Linked DNA regions of Pan troglodytes: region 1 is linked to region 2. The links are chromatin contacts, called in public Hi-C maps. All regions are on one chromosome and are shown on one strand. Each heading gives the region's core, a stretch centred on a gene start, on an enhancer-like site or on the middle of the called end of the contact. The rest is flanking DNA. Distances are from core to core; before and after follow the strand shown. Region 1 holds the start of GINS1 (GINS complex subunit 1). Region 2 holds the start of ENTPD6 (ectonucleoside triphosphate diphosphohydrolase 6).

Region 1 (3,973 bases), core at 1,061-3,560, 210 kb before region 2:
GTTGAAAAAACAATTGACTAGAAACTGGAAAACCTGTATTCAAGTTGAAGCTCTGCCTCCAATATGCTGTAAATTCAGACGAGTTCCTTAACTTGACCCATAATTTGTGTTGGCTCAGTTTCTTCATTTGTAAGACAATCTAATTGTCTGGCTAGGTGCTCTTTAGTGTTCAAAACAAAACTCATTACCTTTCCCAACACACTCTATCTCCTGAACTCTGATGTTGTTTACCCAGTTTCCTAAGGATCCTCCAAGATCCCAATTCCTCCCTCTCATTCATTATGGACCCCATCTCTGCCCCTGCTCTAATAGCTACAAGTCATGTTTGCTTCATGTCTCTAAAACCCAAACACTGATCTCAGTGCCACTGACCTGACACAGTTCAGACCACACACCTCTCACCTGCTCTATCAGCCACCCAGTAGCCATCTCCCTGTCCCATTCTTTCCTCTCTTCAATCCATTCCCCATATTGCTGCTGCAGTTATCTTCAAAACACAAAAATTACCCTATCACTTCCTTGTCTAAAACCCTCTACCAGCTCCCAGCATGCCTTATGAGTGAACAACAAATTCATGTAGGCTGTGAGCCACCTTCCTAGCCTCCCCACAGGCCCTATTGGTCACCCTCTCCAGTGTGACCACGTGACTGTGTGCTGCAGCATCCTTTGGCTGGGATGCCTCGCTTCCTTCTCAGATCAGTAACCTCATCCTTGAGGATGGAAAGGCTCATATGTCACCTCCTCTACCCCAGCTCATACTGGTGTTTCTCCTTCGTGCTCCTTGCTATACCTCCTTAGTATCACTTAGCGTGGTGAATTATATTATCTGTTTTTGTGCCCCTCTTCCAGCAGAATGTGTCCTGTCATCCACATAATGCCTGCTCTATGACATAAGTGAAATATACAATTTAGAGTGCAGGCTCTGGAGCCAGAGTGCCAGGGTTCAAATCCTAGCTTTCTTGCTGTGTCACCTTAGGCAATATACTTAAATCTCCCCAATCCTATGCATATATAGCTGAAAAAAGTAGAAAACAATAGTTTAAACATCAAAAAGTTATTTTTGTTTTGTTTGGGACAGGGTCTCCCTCTGTCACTCAGGCTGGAATGCAGTGGCAGGATCAAGCGATCCTCCCGCCTCAGCCTCCCAAAGTGCCGGGATTACAGGCAGGAGCCATGGCACCGGGCCCTCAAAGGGTTATTAGAAAGACAAAAGATAATGTACATGAAGTGCTTAGCACTCTCCCTGGGGTAGCAGTGATAGAAAAATACAAATAATCATAATATTAATAGTAACAGCAGCAGCAGGAGAAAAGTAATATTAATAGCTAACACTGACTCAGCCCTTACTGTATGTGAGGCATATGCAGAGACCCTTACACGTGCCACTCATTTTGCGTCCACTACATCACGCGTTGGGTACTGTTATTGTCACCATCCCCATTTTTGCGTATGAGAAAACTGAGAGCACAGAAAGCTTGAGTAACTGCCCCAAAGTCACACTACAGAACCAGAATCTCAGCCAGATTCCAGAGGCCTAACTTTTACTGACCACAATTAGATGCCTGAGTGAGCAAGAAATGCTAAATTATCTGGCAACCTGTAAATGTTTTAAGGGACCGGAACAAATCTGTCCAAGGAAAACTGCTAAAATGTGCTCAGATGAGGAAATTCACCAAATCGCTGGGTAGCGTAAGCATGAATGCTTTCTCTTTCCTCCTGAATTTTGTTTTGCTGCTTCCCAAGTTTTCCGGAGCTCGGAGGGAACAAGGTGCGAAAGTAAACCCTGACGGGGAGCCGCCCCGCCCCAGAGCCCAGGGCCCAACGCCGGCATGCCCCGTCCAAGTCTACCCGCCCCTCACGTTGAAGGCAGGCAGTTGCCCTTCGGGCGCGCGATGCAGCTCGCGGATCAGTTCCATGGCTTTTTCGCAGAACATGGCGGACGCTTCCCACTCCCGCGGCCTTGCCAACCACCAGCTCTCACGCCAAAATGGTATCTGCGCTCTCGGCGCCTCACTCCTTTCGTTCTAGTCCTACAGCGCCAGGCTCTCGCCTCGGCCTCCGCTCCGCGCTTTGGCGCCGAACAAAGCTAGCCAATAGGAACGCGCTTACGGCGCCCGAAAAGGGACATCCACCGCTCAGCCGCATTCCAAGAGGGGCGGAGTGGGAGGGGTCTTTCCAAGGTGAGGTCCCCGCCCCGGAGATGGGAGAACCCCTCGGCTGAGCAGAGACGGCTTTTCGAGTTCTCAGGCAGTGGGCCGGGGGACTCTACGGGCAGCAGAGCTGGAAATAAATGCACGCCCCGCAGCTTCCTTCTCATTTTCCTTTTGATTCATTCATTCTCGTTTAGGTTCAAGAAAGGAGCATTTTGAGGTTAAGAGGAAAGGCCCAAAAACTTGGTGTGCATTGGTAGGACGCAAGGGTTTCAGTTTTGCAGTGCGGGTTTTCTGTTTGATATTAAAATGAAACTATCTTTTATTGGGTACCTAGTGCTGGTAGGGACTGCAGTGTGTATTTCATTCCCACAATTATCTCTGAAGTGTTTTAAGACCTGGGATTAATAAGGAAACAGAAGTTAGGTAACTTGCCCAAGGTCACACAGCTCCAGAGTGATTAGACTGTTATTTAGGCTTTCCATTTCCAACACCACAGTACCACCCTTTGATTTTAAAATAGTCTTTTAAAAATATTTGTAATATCTGCCCTAGATTAATACGAATTCACTAGGAATTTTTCTTGGCTAGATGGTTATGGAATATTTCTTAAGCATATAGAAGATGGGAATCAATGCTAAAGAATTGTTTTATTAGGCAATTTTTCAAAAAGCAATGTTAATTTCTAACAAGCAATCTTGGATTTTTTTTTTTTGAGACGGAGTCTCGCTCTGTCGCCCAGGCTGGAGTGCAGTGGCGCGAACTCGGCTCACTGCAAGCTCCGCCTCCCGGGTTCACGCCATTCTCCTGCCTCAGCCTCCCGAGTAGCTGAGACTACAGGTGCCCGCCACCACGCCCGGCTAATTTTTTGAATTTTTTAAGTAGAGACGGGGTTTCACCGTGTTAGCCAGGACGGTCTCGATCTCCTGACCTCGTGATCCGCCCCCCTCGGCCTCCCAAAGTGCTGGGATTACAGGCATGAGCCACCGCAACCGGCGCAATCTTGGATTAATTCTAGCTAACCCTAGAAACTATGTTGATCTTTTGCAAATATACAGTAGATATGTCATCTAAGGAATGGGCATGGGAATGGCCTACTCAGGCTTATGTTGAATAATGACATTGCCTTTTTTTTTTTTTTTGGAGACAGGGTCTTAACTCCCGTTACCCAGGTGGAGTGCAGTGGCGCCATCTCAGCTCACTGCAGCCTCCACTTCCCGGGCTGAGGTGATTTTCCCCCCTCAGCCCTCAGAGTAGCTGGGACTACAGGCTCAGGCCACCACACCTGGCTATTTTGTATTTTAAGTAGAGACAAGGTTTCACCATGTTGGCCAGTCTGGTCTACAACTCTTGAGCTCAAGGGATCCGTCCGCCTGGGCCTCCCAAAGTGCTGGAATTACAGCGTGAGCCACCGCGCCCAGCAAACATTGCCTTTTTGAAACCGCCTTTGAAAAAATTATAATAGAGAAAATTATTACAGTGAAAGAGATCTGACCTAACTGGCTCCATCTTGCTTCTAACCGCCAAGCCATCCTTGTGCATTCCTGGGCTTAGGGCGAATTAACTTGGGGAGAAACTTAGTTTATAGTTTAATTTTGAAACAAATACTTAGCCCTTTACCAAAGCGAAACTCTTCTTGTCTGGGGACTAGATTGCCTTTGCAGGAGTAACAGAGTAGCCACAAGACTAGAAATTTACGAGTCTCGCAGCGGGAGGCTACAAGATTCTAAAACCTCCCCAAGTGCTCCTAGGGATAGCAGCACTATTATAAAACCTAAGACCAGTGCTTGAGATATTTTGTAGACCCTGCACTTGATGGGATC
Region 2 (4,365 bases), core at 1,417-3,916:
CAGACGGTGTTTCACCATGTTGGCCAGGCTGGTCTTGAACTCCTGACCTCAAATGATCTGCCCACCTCGGCCTCCCAAAGTGCTGAAATTACAGGTGTGAGACACCGCACCTGGCCCATAATCAAATCTTATCATGTCCTATGTTAGTCTAAGAACCATATTCTACATGATCAGATTCACAGGTGGTATATTAAATCTAGAGGCAAAGTTGCTCGTTATTTATTGTCTACCCATTTTAAAAAACCCTTTATGTGCCATGCCCTGTGTCCAGCGCCCCACAAAGCCTGCCTCACAGCCCTGGGTTTCCCTAAGACAGCACCAAGGCCCTGGGAATGTGTGTAAACGAAACTGTCTGAGATTGCAGTCAGTGTGTGGTGGAGCACACAAGAGTCCCTGGCTTCAGTCCCCAAATTGAACGTGCTTTATCACGACTTTAGAGATCCAAAAAACACTCACATACATAGACATACCTTACATAGACATAATTACTGAAGTTACACACCAAGTTCAGGAAGACAAAAGCAAGAGTCCAACTAGAACACAGTACTGAGAGAGCACAGAACCAGGAACAGCCTTGCTCTTGCACAAGGGTGGGAAGAAGAGTTCTTATAATCATGTTCACCATCCCCTCTCCCCAAGGAACAGGTCATCTCCATGTACCTGTGTCCCAGATCTAAACACCAATTTCATTCCACTAGGTTAAGGTGTTTGCCCATGGCTGAGACACCTGCAGGAGAGGAAATGGGGTTTCTGTGGGAACCACTAACACCACAGCGTGAATGTGTTGATCAGGTTCTCCCTGACAGACTCTTTGAGGAAAACAATGTCATCTCAGTCTGTTCTTTAAAGGAGAGACAGGGTGGGATGAGGCTGTAAGGAAGGTAGCGGGTGGGGACTGAGGGGAGGCAGGGGTAGGAAGTAGGGTGCAACACAGGCAAACAGAGAGGTGTGTGGCTCCTGCCGAGGCCACCCTCCAGCAGGTGGAGGCAGGAGTCAGAGAAGAGAATCTGAGGGTAGAGCAGTGTTGTCGGTGGTAGGAGCTACCCTGTCCCCTGGTTGGCTTTCTAGGAGATGGGGATGGCAGGCCACCTCTTGGAAATACAGGGGCCATCTGATGTGGATTGATGGCTGCCTAATCTGTTGGCCAGTTTCTTCAGGTTTTCAGTTCAAGTACACGGAAGGGTCATGAATGCAAATGCCTGCCATGCACGCTGTATCAAAAAATGAAGCACATTAGAAACTTCCACTCATCCTCCTGGTGGGTTTCAGTAGGTTTTTCTCTCCTTGGCAAAAACCGGTGCGTGAACCGCCCGTCAACACCACCTGCTGTTTCCTTTACACAGGAGGCGGTGGGAGGGGAGGCGCTTCCAGATCTCCTGACACAAAGGGCTGCCCACCTCCCTGGTCCTTTACCCGAACCTTCAGGAGGCAGACGACACACACACTAGCCAGCCACTCTCTCCAAGGCAAGGGGAGGGGGACAAAAAGCAATTTTGAGATTTGTACAGTGCTTGCCAGGTCCTTCAAAAATGACTACCGGCCGCCCATGGCTCTTGCACAGCGGGTGGGAGGAAGAGTCCTTGTAATCCACCTCTCCCAAGGAACTCCTGCGCGAGGTTTCAGATTCCTCGCCTGCAGGCTATGGCTGACTTCCCCGTATCCTGTGTGACGTGGGATGTGTGGCTTCGCGCAGGTAAGGCTGGAATACAGGTGCCTGGAGGGACACCCAGAGCTGCCCAGGCACTTCCCGGTGGCTGCTTCCTTTGCACTTTGCACTTACAGGTGCACTTATAATAAAAACACCCTCCCTTCCACGCTCCCCTGGGCCCTCCCATCTCTCCTTCCTCTTCCACGCTCTCCTGGCTGTTGAATGTTTTCCACTGAAGGAGTCTAGTCTGTCCACCTAGGGGGCTCTCCCTCCCTCGGTCCAGGGCATCCGCGGCTCACAGGTCAGCTCGGGCAGAACCGCCCTGACCACCTATGAGCTCCTCGGGACACCACCCCAATGCCAGGGTGAATCGTCCTTACACCCTCAGTCCTGTCCGAGCGGCCTGATCCTACCTGTTTCCCAGAAAGTGCTACGCGAAGCTTCCCCGCCGGGCTCATCCAGGGCGGAGGGGCCTGTCCCTGACGCAGACTGGGGGCGGGTCCGCAAAAGCGGGCTGAATGAATGAACGCAACAGGGCTGGGGCCCCCTGGGGCTAGAGGCCCCTGCTATTTGGCCCGCCCTGTGGCCCAAAACACTGGACTTGCCCCCCACCGGTCAGCGGAGCCCAGACATCCAGTAAGCCCTAATGGAGCCTGGACAGGAAGGCAGCAGGAGGTGCGAGTGACCCACCCGGGGTGCGAGTGACCCCGAAGCCGTCCTCCGGAGCGCAGCGCGCCCGCGTGGGGAGGCCCGCCTGCAGTCGGTGATCCCCGGCCGCCCCCGCCAGCGCCCCGGCCCGCCGCTTACCGTGCACCGCGCGCTCCGCCACACCCACGGAGACGAGTGCCCTTTTCCGGGGAGCAGGCGGCAGCCGGTCTTTTGGGCTCCCCCGCCCCGGCCGGCGCCACCCCGGCCTCCACCCGCGGGATACGACCCCACGATTCCCTAGGGCCTGGGCTCCGCCCCATGCACGTGGCGTCACAGGCTGGGCGGGGCGGGCGCACCCAGCCGCGCAGGCGCAGGCGGGAGAGGAGGTGGGGGTCGGGGGACCCAGTTGCGCAGGCGCGGGCGGAGTATGGGGTCTCAGCTGCGTAGGCGCGGTGGCTGGCTTTTCTTTCTGCGGTGGTCTTGCGGTTTTCTCCAGTCCACAGCCGGGCTGGCGTCGGCCCAGAGAGGGGGGCTCGGCAGTCTGGTTCCCCGAGCGTCTCAGGGCGGGCCCTCGCCAGATTCAAGGGGTTCCCTTGGCCAGTTTCCTCACGGCGCGGCGGAGCTGGCCCTCGTCGTCCCTGGCAGGGGGCAGCCTCACAGCCTGGACCGGCCTGTGCAATTTCCCCCATCCCTCCACGTCTACATTTTATTTTTTTCTTTTTCTTTTTTTAGGACAATGCATGATGGAAATGCAGCCACATCATAGCAGGCAGGTTCATGAAATCTGCCCTCCTCCCACCGTTTCTTGACCCCATTTTCTTTTCTTTTCTTTTTTTTTTTTAACAGGGTCTCACCCAGGCTGGAGTGCAGTGATGTGGTCTCGGCTCACTGCAACCTCTGCCTCCCGGGTTCAAGCGATTCTGTTGCCTCAGCTTCCTGAGTAGCTGGGATTACAGGCGTGCGCCACCACGCCTGGCTAATTTTTGTACCTTTAGTAGAGACGAGGTTTCACCCTGTTGGTCAGGCTGGTCTCGAACTCCTGACCTAAGGTGATCCGCCTGCCTCGGCCTCCCAAAGTGCTGGGTCTACAGGCATAAGCCACCACACCCGGCCCTTGACCCCATTTTCTGTCTTCCTAGAAATCACCAAGGTTGCAACTCCTGACTGTCCTGGCTCACAGGCTCCAGCTTACTTAGGGACCCCACGGTGGGGGCTGCCCACGTGCACACCTGTGCTAGGCGCCCTCATTCCCGCAAGGGCCAGAGCCCCTTCCCGGCCCATGGCGTCTGGCCAAGGAGGTGTGGGTGCGCCCCAGCCAGGCCTGGTCCTAGAGGACGGCCCCACCTGCGCACTGGGGCATCTGGGAGAGCTATTGGTGGAAGAAGCCCAGGTTCCTGAAGCACCAAGTGGGCAAGAGTTTATTTTCAGGATGGGACGCTTTTGAGGGTGAATAAGTGCTAGCTGTATGGGATGCGGGGACAGCATACAGACCAGGCCTGGCAGCCGGGCAATGCGGTGCCTGTTGGAAGGTCGCCCACAAGCACCTGGTTGGACACTGCCACTGAGATTTGGTTATTACAGAGGTTAGCCTATGCGGGCCTTCACTGATGGACCTTGAAGTGTTTCCCAGTTGCTTTGGGTTAGGAATAATGTGACTGGATCCCGTGGACTGTCTTTGTGCATGCATGTGGGTATATCTGTCAGAAATATTCTTAGAGGTGGAATTGGCTATGGTGGGATATGTCCTTTAAAGTAATATATTAGCCAAACATGGCTAAATTGCCCCCCTTAGACACTGTACTAATTTACACTCTGGCAAATAATGTGTAAGACTGTGGGTTTCCACACATCTTCACCAGTGGGGTCTTTCCAAACTTTTGGATCTTTCCCAATCCAATAATGACAAAACTATATCTCACGGTTTTAATTTACACTTCCTAGTATTTTGAGATCCTGTCGTGAAGTGGTGATGGCCCTGTTTCTGCTTGCTGCACTCGGCAACATATGTTATCACTTCCTTTCTTTTCACCACTGTTTACTCTTAGAGTTTCTAGAATTTGTGAAAGTAA

Evidence for each region. A called contact is a pair of places that touch in the nucleus more often than the background predicts.
Region 1: a contact with region 2 is called in a Hi-C map of stem cell-derived neural progenitor cells, with 5 times the contacts expected there. The contact joins the promoter of GINS1 here to the promoter of ENTPD6 in region 2. A contact is called at or near these places in 1 of 7 Hi-C or Micro-C datasets (stem cell-derived neural progenitor cells) and 1 of 1 datasets of contacts at active chromatin or transcription factors (stem cell-derived excitatory neurons).

Annotation. Positions count from the first base shown.
Region 1 is chr21:31,940,238-31,944,210 of NHGRI_mPanTro3-v2.0_pri, reverse strand. GINS1 (GINS complex subunit 1) reads right to left here and starts at 2,310. Exons shown (of 8, transcript XR_001712165.4): 1 at 1,860-2,310.
Region 2 is chr21:31,726,661-31,731,025 of NHGRI_mPanTro3-v2.0_pri, reverse strand. ENTPD6 (ectonucleoside triphosphate diphosphohydrolase 6) reads right to left here and starts at 2,666. Exons shown (of 14, transcript XM_063802628.1): 1 at 2,456-2,666. It overlaps LOC107969977 (a long non-coding RNA gene), which reads left to right and starts at 2,701. Exons shown (of 4, transcript XR_010154089.1): 1 at 2,701-4,365.